Linked DNA regions of Mus musculus: region 1 is linked to region 2. Evidence: chromatin contacts called from public Hi-C data. All regions are on one chromosome and are shown on one strand. The core of a region is the stretch at or near the end of the contact, and the rest is flanking DNA. Distances in the headings are between cores, read along the strand shown.

The links. A called contact is a pair of places that touch in the nucleus more often than the background predicts.
Region 1: a Hi-C map of nephron progenitors shows a contact between it and region 2, with 4 times the contacts expected there. The contact joins the promoter of 3110099E03Rik here to the enhancer-like site in region 2. A contact is called at or near these places in 8 of 484 Hi-C or Micro-C datasets (the HL-1 cell line, embryonic fibroblasts, nephron progenitors and 1 more).

Annotation. Positions count from the first base shown.
Region 1 is chr2:115,509,954-115,514,262 of GRCm38.p6, reverse strand. 3110099E03Rik (RIKEN cDNA 3110099E03 gene) reads left to right here and starts at 2,062. Exons shown (of 3, transcript NR_030712.1): 1 at 2,062-2,124.
Region 2 is chr2:115,392,140-115,396,615 of GRCm38.p6, reverse strand. No RefSeq gene overlaps it. Among named protein-coding and RNA genes, the nearest start is that of Gm31413, 11 kb to the right of the region's middle. Within about 2 kb of position 2,670, at least 14 of the 459 cell types and tissues checked have an H3K27ac peak or open chromatin away from gene starts, as enhancers often do. A contact at or near this core is called in nephron progenitors, where this site is marked.

The sequences.
Region 1 (4,309 bases), core at 813-3,312, 120 kb before region 2:
AAATCTGAGCTGAATGCTGAACTAATGATCGCTTGGCTCTGCCTTGTTTGGCACTTGCCATGGTTTTGACAATGATCACTTGACTAGTAACACTATTTTCTTTCTGAACTCAGGGGGAAGAGGGTTGGGAGCGGGGGAGGGGAGAAGAAGGCGCAAAGCCTAGGTCCTCCTATTTCTTGGTAATTCCAGTGTAGTCTGGCTGCGTGGCAGCGAAGGAGCTAAGCTGCAAGGCTCCCTTCAATGACATGAAGCTTGTTTCTTCAAAGAAAAGTTGATGCAGTTTTTAAGACTGCCTCTTTTCTGAAAGGTCAGATGGCTGCCCAGTTTAGTCATTTCGTGTGTTTATGCATGCCTCCGCTGGGATAAGGCATTACAAAACAAAGCCCCGGATTGCAATCAATCTTGGCCTAAGTGCAAAGTCACCCGACCAATCTCTGGAATCCTGTGCCTATCATGAGACAGGGGGAAGGAAGGGCTTGTGCCTCCTGCACTTCTTCTCAAGAGAAAAGACAAAACCCCTTCCTAAGCCTTTGTAGGGCTCCTGCTTCTCCTCTGCAGCCTGACCCATCTCTCAAATTCAAATTACAGGGTTTTCTAAAAATACATCCTTCATCAAACATCCTAATTTACAGTAGCTATTTTTCACAGAGAAATGCCTGATTTTTTGTTCATTTTTTCTTGTTATTGTTGTTGTTGTTGTCTAATTCAGATTGTAAATGTCCTAAAAATGTTCTCCTGGAGTTATTTTTAAAACCTCATGGTAAGTTAGGTGTAAATACTGTGACTATTACTGGGACCTTAGGAAGCAACATATTTTTGACTGATTCCTGGAGGTGAGAATGCCATTTGGAATTTTAATTAATTTAATTTCCATTTTAGATAAAATTACTCTGAGAAATCTTAATTCTAATGAATAAATGGATTTTATTTTTTCTTTTCTTTCTTTTTTTTTTTTCCATTGAAGATTCCATTAGAGTTAGGGAAAAAATAGAGGATAAAGTTTCCTTTAAAGAAAAATTAAGGCTACAGACAGCCTTAATAAACCTTCTGCAAAGTAATCGAGAATAGCCAGTGGTCTGTTCTCTGCAGAATTAGTTCTTCCAAAACAATACTAAAACTGAGCAGTCGTACTTTTTACAACTCTGGAGACTATCTAAACAAAATGAGCAGATTTATAGGGCTATTTTTAGTGCGCGTCACTGCATTACAGTTTACATTCGCTTTTGAACCTTATTTGACATCCCTAGTAGAAAAATACAGGCAGAACACTCATTAAGACCCTTCATAAAGACAGTCTCCACGGGGCCGTTACCCCCCAAAAAAACCAAAGTTGAGGTGTGTTTCAGAATGTTCTTTTGGACTCGAAAGTTTGTTTCCATTTGTCAAGAAAACTCTGAGCCCAATCGCAGATCCAGAGGGTCTGTTTATGACCGCCTCTCCTGCCCTACTCGTTGGTGGTATGTCCTAAAAACAGAAGTAAAATCACACTCTCACGGTTGGGAATTTTCAGAGAGCAACAGGTAAGTAGGCTATGTCTAAGTACCTATTGTTTTCCCACAAATTGTAAAGTCACTTCCAAGTATAAGTAACTTGCTGAAAAAGTGAAACATTGGGACTTTCTGCAAACCATTCTTGCATGGAAGGAAAAAAAAACATGGAAGAGCTTATGCAATGTTATGAAATATTTCACCACACAGATTTATGGAAAAGCTACAGTTGCATTTTAAAATATAGTCAGGAGAATTAAGTGCTTGCATTTTGGACACCAAGTTTCTTTAGCTTTTCCATCCAGAGAGAGAGGTGGGTGTCTATTTCCTTCATGGGCTGTCCTACCTTCACCGGAGGTTACAAATGAAGACTCCATCTCCTTTGTGTATTGTGGGAAAAAAAAATCAGCCAGAGGAAAATACCAGAAAGACAAGTTCAGATGCAGCTGTCATGTCTTTTCCTCCAATGGGAAGGGGACGCTTTCATAAGGTTAGACTGTCCGGGGAACTACATTGACATCCTGCTAAGTGTTACGTGTTTTTATATTAACTGTGCTCAGTAAGACTCTACAATAAGGAAATGCCTTAGCTGTAGACATCATTTATGGAACCGTATAAATAGAGCTCACATTCAAAGGTAAGAAAACAGACAGGATTTTACACCAACTACCCTCTGATAAGATTATGTTTTCAAAGCGAAAACCATGTCTACAGAATGTTGTGGTGTGGAAGTATCCGATTAAACTCTTAGGAAAACAGACTTTTCCACAAGCGGCCTCTTTATTTGCCACACCTCGGGGATCTGATTAAAAGTTAGTGTACTGCATTTAAACCTGAAAAGGGATTCGTGTAAAATTATGGCTTCACAGATTGCTCTTTGAGAACTGAAGATGAAACGAGAAAATGACATTTGGACTAAGAGCCATTGTAACTGCTGGAAAAATGTCAATGGAGGCATTTGGGGGAGGTTTCAGCTTGCTATAGAGGAATCAAATGACCTAAGAAAGTAGTTTTATAGCTGAATGAGTGTTTTTAACGAGTTAAACATGTTACTACGAGGACCTTAAAGCCACGCTGTAAACAATAGCTTTGATTAAAAGATTGTCAGGATTGTTTGTTTAAATTTTTTTTTTTTTTTGTATTTTAAGTTTTCAATCATACTATTTGGCTTTGCAGTATGAAGAAATGATATATTTCTACTGAATTTATCAATTACTAATTAATTTGGTGGTGAGTGCCTAATTTGAGGTTCTATTTAGCATAGGTCCAGGTTGAATTTCTTCTAACGTTTGGTTATCCTTGGCCTATTTAACATATGAATTAAACCCAAATATCTTTGAAAACTCAACCCATACCTTTTCCTTCCCAGATCATAAAAATAATTTATTGTCGTAATCTCAATTTATAGTTTAGTTAGGCAGAGTGAAAATACGACCTCTGAAGGAATCCCCCCCCCCTTAGCTCCAGTCTGCTTTACAGTGGGTTGTGTGTGTTGCTACAAGTTGCTGTAGCTAACACTTAATATGTTGATGTAAGAGAAATAAGCTGCTCTGCATTTAAAAATAATATTTAGATGAGCAAACATGCAAAATCCTCTGAAAATAGATGATTTTGCTCCTTGTAACTTTAACTGAAAAATATGAAAGAAAAAAAATGAGAGAAACCTAGCCATAAGGCCAATCTATTGCAAGCAGGGACAGATGAGAGATTTTTCAAAATTAAACTGCTAGGAAAAGCAGTTGTGAGGCAGTCTGTTTTCTTACTGGGGATGGGAGGAATCAAGGGTATTATAATTGAAAATGCATGCCTATAGCAACTAAAATGTTCTTTTAGGATATTCTTGTTTTGTTTCATAAATATATTTTGAAAAAAAATCAAAATGATTAACAACGTTTTTTTTTAATTTTGGTGATCTTTCCAGTTCTGGTGGATTTAGTTCAAATTTTAAAACATTGCTTTATGTGTTGTATATTTTTGCCCATAAAGCATTCTCCAAATGGTAGTTATTTATGTGAATAAAAGAACAAAGCATGGAAATATGGCTTTTCTTCCTACTCCATTATTGAAACGGAATATGATCATTAGCCAGGGCCGGGGTTTAGTCGCAACACTTTGAAAAATAGCCTAAATGAATAGGTGTCAAATTAATCAAGAATGGAACGATTGCATTATTTTAAAAAACTATATATACCATTAGGGGGTTTCGGCTATAAATAATTGTTATGAAGAAAAGAGGAGGTTTCATCTTAAAAAAATTAGCATACGCCACCTCTTTAGGGTGTTAAAAAGATTGAGCGCTCAACAAGGATTTGTGAAAATCACGACCAGGGAAGCGGGATTATAATAACATCTCACGATGAAACCTGACCTTAGAGATTGATGCTGCTGTAACAGGGTCATTCTTCCACTGACTTAGTGTGGGTATGCCCCGCCTGGGTAACCTGGGAAAAGGGTCTCTGAATTCAAATCACAGAATTCCTCCCCATCTGCAAAAATACCTCACTTTCAAAGCAAACTTTACGTCATCCTGACTCCTTCTTCTGCTCTTTCTTTACTACTCAAGTCAGAGACAACGGGTATTTCTTCAGTCATTGATTTTTTTCCCCACCCTCTTGTGGTTAATAAGAATTAATCCTGGAGAGATTCTGCAGGTTGAAATGCATATACAACTCAGTTCTCATTAAAACAAACAAACAAACAAACCAAAAAAACCACCTCCTTTATAGTGGAATAGAAGTGGTTTCAATCACTTTGTCATGTGGTTCACATATCTAGGTATATTTTTAATTAAACACTGGTTCACAAATAAGCAAATAATAGAA
Region 2 (4,476 bases), core at 1,421-3,920:
TCATTATATTCTTGTAAAGTTTTATAAAAATCAATGAGTCTTGTGTATTATTTTAGAGCAGAAAAATACCTTATAGAATATTTGGTGTTTAATAAGGATAGAGCTTATGGTTTCCTTTGTTATTAACATAATTTCTGTTTTTGAAATGTCCATTGCACATTAAAATTATCTGCAAGTGAAATGTGATATATTGTGAAATGTTCTCCACTAAGATTCTCTTTGAAAAGGCCATCACACTAGAAAGTACAAAAATATCATCTTAATCACAAACTATATCTTTGACTTGAAGAGATAGCTCTAAGTGCCTATTCACAACATGAAGGCCTGGTTTTGGATCCCAAGTACTCATGGGAATCCAGCCTAAGTGGTCCACTGTCACCTGTAATCAAGGGAGGAAAGGAGACAGGTAGCAAAGAATGATACCTGAACTAGATATCTAGTCTCCAGGTATACCAACACACACACACACACACACACACACACACACACACACACACACACACTGAGAGAGAGAGAAGGGGAGGGGAGGGGAGGGGAGGGGAGGGGAGAAGAGAAGAGAGATATACAAGTATACCAACACACATGTACACACCAACACATGTACACACTTATACACAAACATATCCCTCATACAAACACACACAGTCAGAGAGAGTAAGCGAGCAATATAAGTACACTGAACATGTATACACATGCTCACACACACACTCATATACACACTCTCACAAACACAAATACATACACACTCTCACTCTTACACAGACACAAATCACCCCCCTCTCTCTTTCACACACACACACACACACACACATACACACACACATACACTTTTTCTTGTTTTGTAACTGAGGTTTCTCTTAATCCCAACATTTCTCTTCCTCAAAGTCGCCCTTGATAAGTGTTATTCATGAACTGGAATAAGAAAGGAGGAAAGGATGGTGGAAATGTAGGGAATTGGACTTTCCCAGTTATGATGAAAATATCTGTTCATAAAAAGAACGGGGCAATCAAAGAAGGATAGTTGACATAGCAAAAGGCTTTAGGGACATAGGGAAGAATCGGTCTAAGGAGGGCTTTGACTTTCCAGAAATTCCAGTAGCAGCATTGGCAGTGAGTAATTTAACTTGCTTATAGCCTGTGTTTTATTGTTCCAGTCCATGCAAACCATAATGAAATTTCCAGCCTGCAATAGCTAGAGTCGAATGCCATGCTTTGTGAAGACGAGGAGAGAAAAGAGTAACTTTAGGAAGCAGATGAGAGTCGGGTTCTAGAGCATCACACAGAATGAGAGTTCAGAGGTGGGGGGGGGAGGAAAGGAGAGCAGGCCCCCATCCCTGGGATTCCCGGCATCAGAAGAATGAATGCAAATTCCTTAGCAGTGAAGATGTTGAGTTGTTGTGTTTGTTATTGTTTGACAATGATCATTGCTGTCCATGAGGAAGGTGAACTACACTAAATTCCTTACAGTAGACTTCCACTTAGGTCATGTGCATCTGTTATTTTATCTAAAAAGGATTCCCTTGCTTTTCCTGAATGCATTCCTGCATCAACCAAGGGGCTATGCTGGGCATAGAGTTTTGGAGGTCGATCTCAGCCATGGGCAATATTAGAAAAACAGCCTTACAGATGAGTTCAAATAAGGAGAACTTTCTCTTAGGCTTTGTGATATTGTACTTATGTCCTTATTAAGAGGTAGAGGCTGCAGGTTTCATCAACTGTGTCTCATTCTCACTAAATGACAGGTGACCTGGGTTTACCTCTATCATTCAGTTTTCTGAGTTCATATCTACTTTGGACTCTGTGCAATGTACTCTTGCTATTAATTCATTTTCAAAGGACACTTTTTTTTCGTACTAGATTCTTTCCAGAGGTCCAAGCTCTGAAAATCTCAACTATTCCCTTTCAAAAACTTAGAAGCATTTTTCTTAACATATTTTCTTCTTGTATTGAACATCTCAACCAGTTTCTGAATTAGCACAACCAATAGAAACAGTCAATCACTAAGTTACCTCCGTAACACATATTCTCAGTCTCTTTCCGTCCATCTTTTTAATTCAGTAGATTCTCACCACCTACCCCCACCTTCTTGCTTCAGTGTAATAAACCATTTCCTTGTAGGATCACTGCTTCTTAGGCAATAAAACAACCGTGTGCAAAATGACATTTTAGATGTGAGTTTGAAAGATCTGTCTCTCATTAGGACCCCATAATGTGAGTAACTCCTTGGGTAGTTAGCACAGCAGGGAGCCTGTTTTATAACGGCATATTTGAAAGATATATTTATTGTTCTGCCACCAGAAAAAGCTCAGAAGAGAAGGAAAAATAAGTTAAACTTGAGTCATGGAGTAGACTCCCTTGGGTCCATTTGGGGCCATCAAAAATCTGACCCCTCTTCCCAAACGAAAGCAAAACTTCCAGGAATCCTTAGTCAGCTTATAAACAAAGACGGGCCCATACAGAAGTAATGAAATTTCCAACTGTGGAGAAAAGCACTCATTTATTTTGTTTTTAAATCAAGGAATGATTGATGTGGCTGCAATTTGATGTTTGCTTTTAAAGAGATTCTTTATTTCACTTAACTACCCGCCTGGATTCCCTCCGGCTATAAAACAGCCAGGCGTTGCTCACCTCACGGAGCTTCCAGGCTGGGCGATGCTCACCTCACTGAACTGCCAGGCCTGGGTTTAGAGAGGCAATGGCTTCTGGTCTTGGGATTTTTTCCTCCCCAGTAATTCTACGTTTGTTATAGGAATAAAGATCATGACATAGGCTGGTTCACTTTAGCTCCTCTGCCGCTAAGGTTTTTGGTTTTTCCTTCGGCATATTTACTTAGGCAAATGCTTCCAACCCATGGAGTTTTATGTTAGAAATCACCAAATTCAAGGAAAATATAAATGGCAAAGTGAGTTTGTTTCAGGATTTCTTAAAAGTGCCACTAAAGAATTTATATGCGGATACAAAACTGGTTTGGCACCTGTGGGGGTTTTTATATTTTGATGCTATATTATTGTAATTATTTATGTATGTTGGTTGTTTAAAGTAAAATAGCCTTCACTCTGACATCTCCACACATTTGTATACATGCTTAGATCATGTCCCCAGTGCAGTCTACCTCGTCGTCCCTTCTTCCCTCCCTGCTCTTCCCACTCTCTTTTCTCCAGCAGCCTCCTTCTCCTCTCAGGTCACTTTTCCACCACACAGTGAGAGAAAGCTATGAGGCTGGCTTTGCTTTGATTTTAGTTTACTCTTTTATTTTATTATTTTATTTGCTTACCACCACAATGTTATTTAATTCTTGCTGTTCCCAAGGTTTGTTTGTTTCTCTGTTGTGTTTTCCCAACAAAATGGTTTTTCTTTGTCATGCAAGTTTGGGAGGCCTGTACACAAGAGGTAAGTAGTGCGGAGAATCTTCTGATTTCCTTCTAGAATGTTTGCATAAAGATTTGTTTGTAAATTAAAAAAAAATTTGTTTATATATTGTTCTCTCTCTGTCTCTCTCTCTTTCTGTCTTTCTGTCGTCTCTCTGTTTCTCTTTGTCTCTGTCTTTACAACGCCCCCGACGCCGCCCCCCCCCCCCCCGTGTGTGTGTGCCAAAGCATGTGTATAGAGACTGGAGGGCTTTTGAGAGTCTGTTTCTCCTCCTTCCACCATGTGAGAAGTGAGTCCCATGGACTGCAGTCAAATTATCAGGTTTGGTGGCAAGTGCCTTTACCTACACACTCCTCTCGAAGGCCCTGTTGCGATCTTTTTTTAAAACTACCCATTGACACCTCAACAGCCAGGGAGGTAGAAGGTGGCACTCTTTGTTAGATTATCGACTCTATGTTTTATGATTTCATCTGTTCCAGAACTTTAGGAAGATGTCAGAAGTTACAATGGAGGTTTTGTCAGAGCTGAGGAGTGGTGTGTCCCCATTGCTTGTTCCCCCTTGGAAAGCTCCCAGAGGAACCATGGTCTGAAGGGTCTTCTGTGAGATTAATGAATGATGACAAGTCTATGTAAGGTAGCCAAGTCCCGCCCCAGTGTTTCATAATGACACACAGAGGTCCTTAGTACTACATGGCTCTCTGTAATAGGATCCAAATACAAATGCCAAGTGTCAGCCACCAAGCAGGTTCAAAAGTTTGCTCTAATCTATGGCAATATGGTTTTGTTACCTGGGACCTTTCCTTGAGGGGTGGCTCCATTGCTTTACTTCTCTGTGAACTCGCTTGTCGCTGAGTTCTACTTAAAACCATTTATGACTCCAGCAGATGGTTCTGATTTAGAAAGAGTGCTTTTTGAGCCATTTCTTTCTAACTTCCTTCCCCCTGGCCTCTGCCTCCCGGCTCTTCTCAGGAGCTAATTCCAGTCAGGTTGGAAATTACAAGCATGTCGTTTAGTGCCGGGAACGATGTGCTGACTGATGAGTAGAGGTAGGGTCTGAACTGGGGTCTCTGGGAGCAGCCTTCAATAGATTAGAGTATCACCCTACTG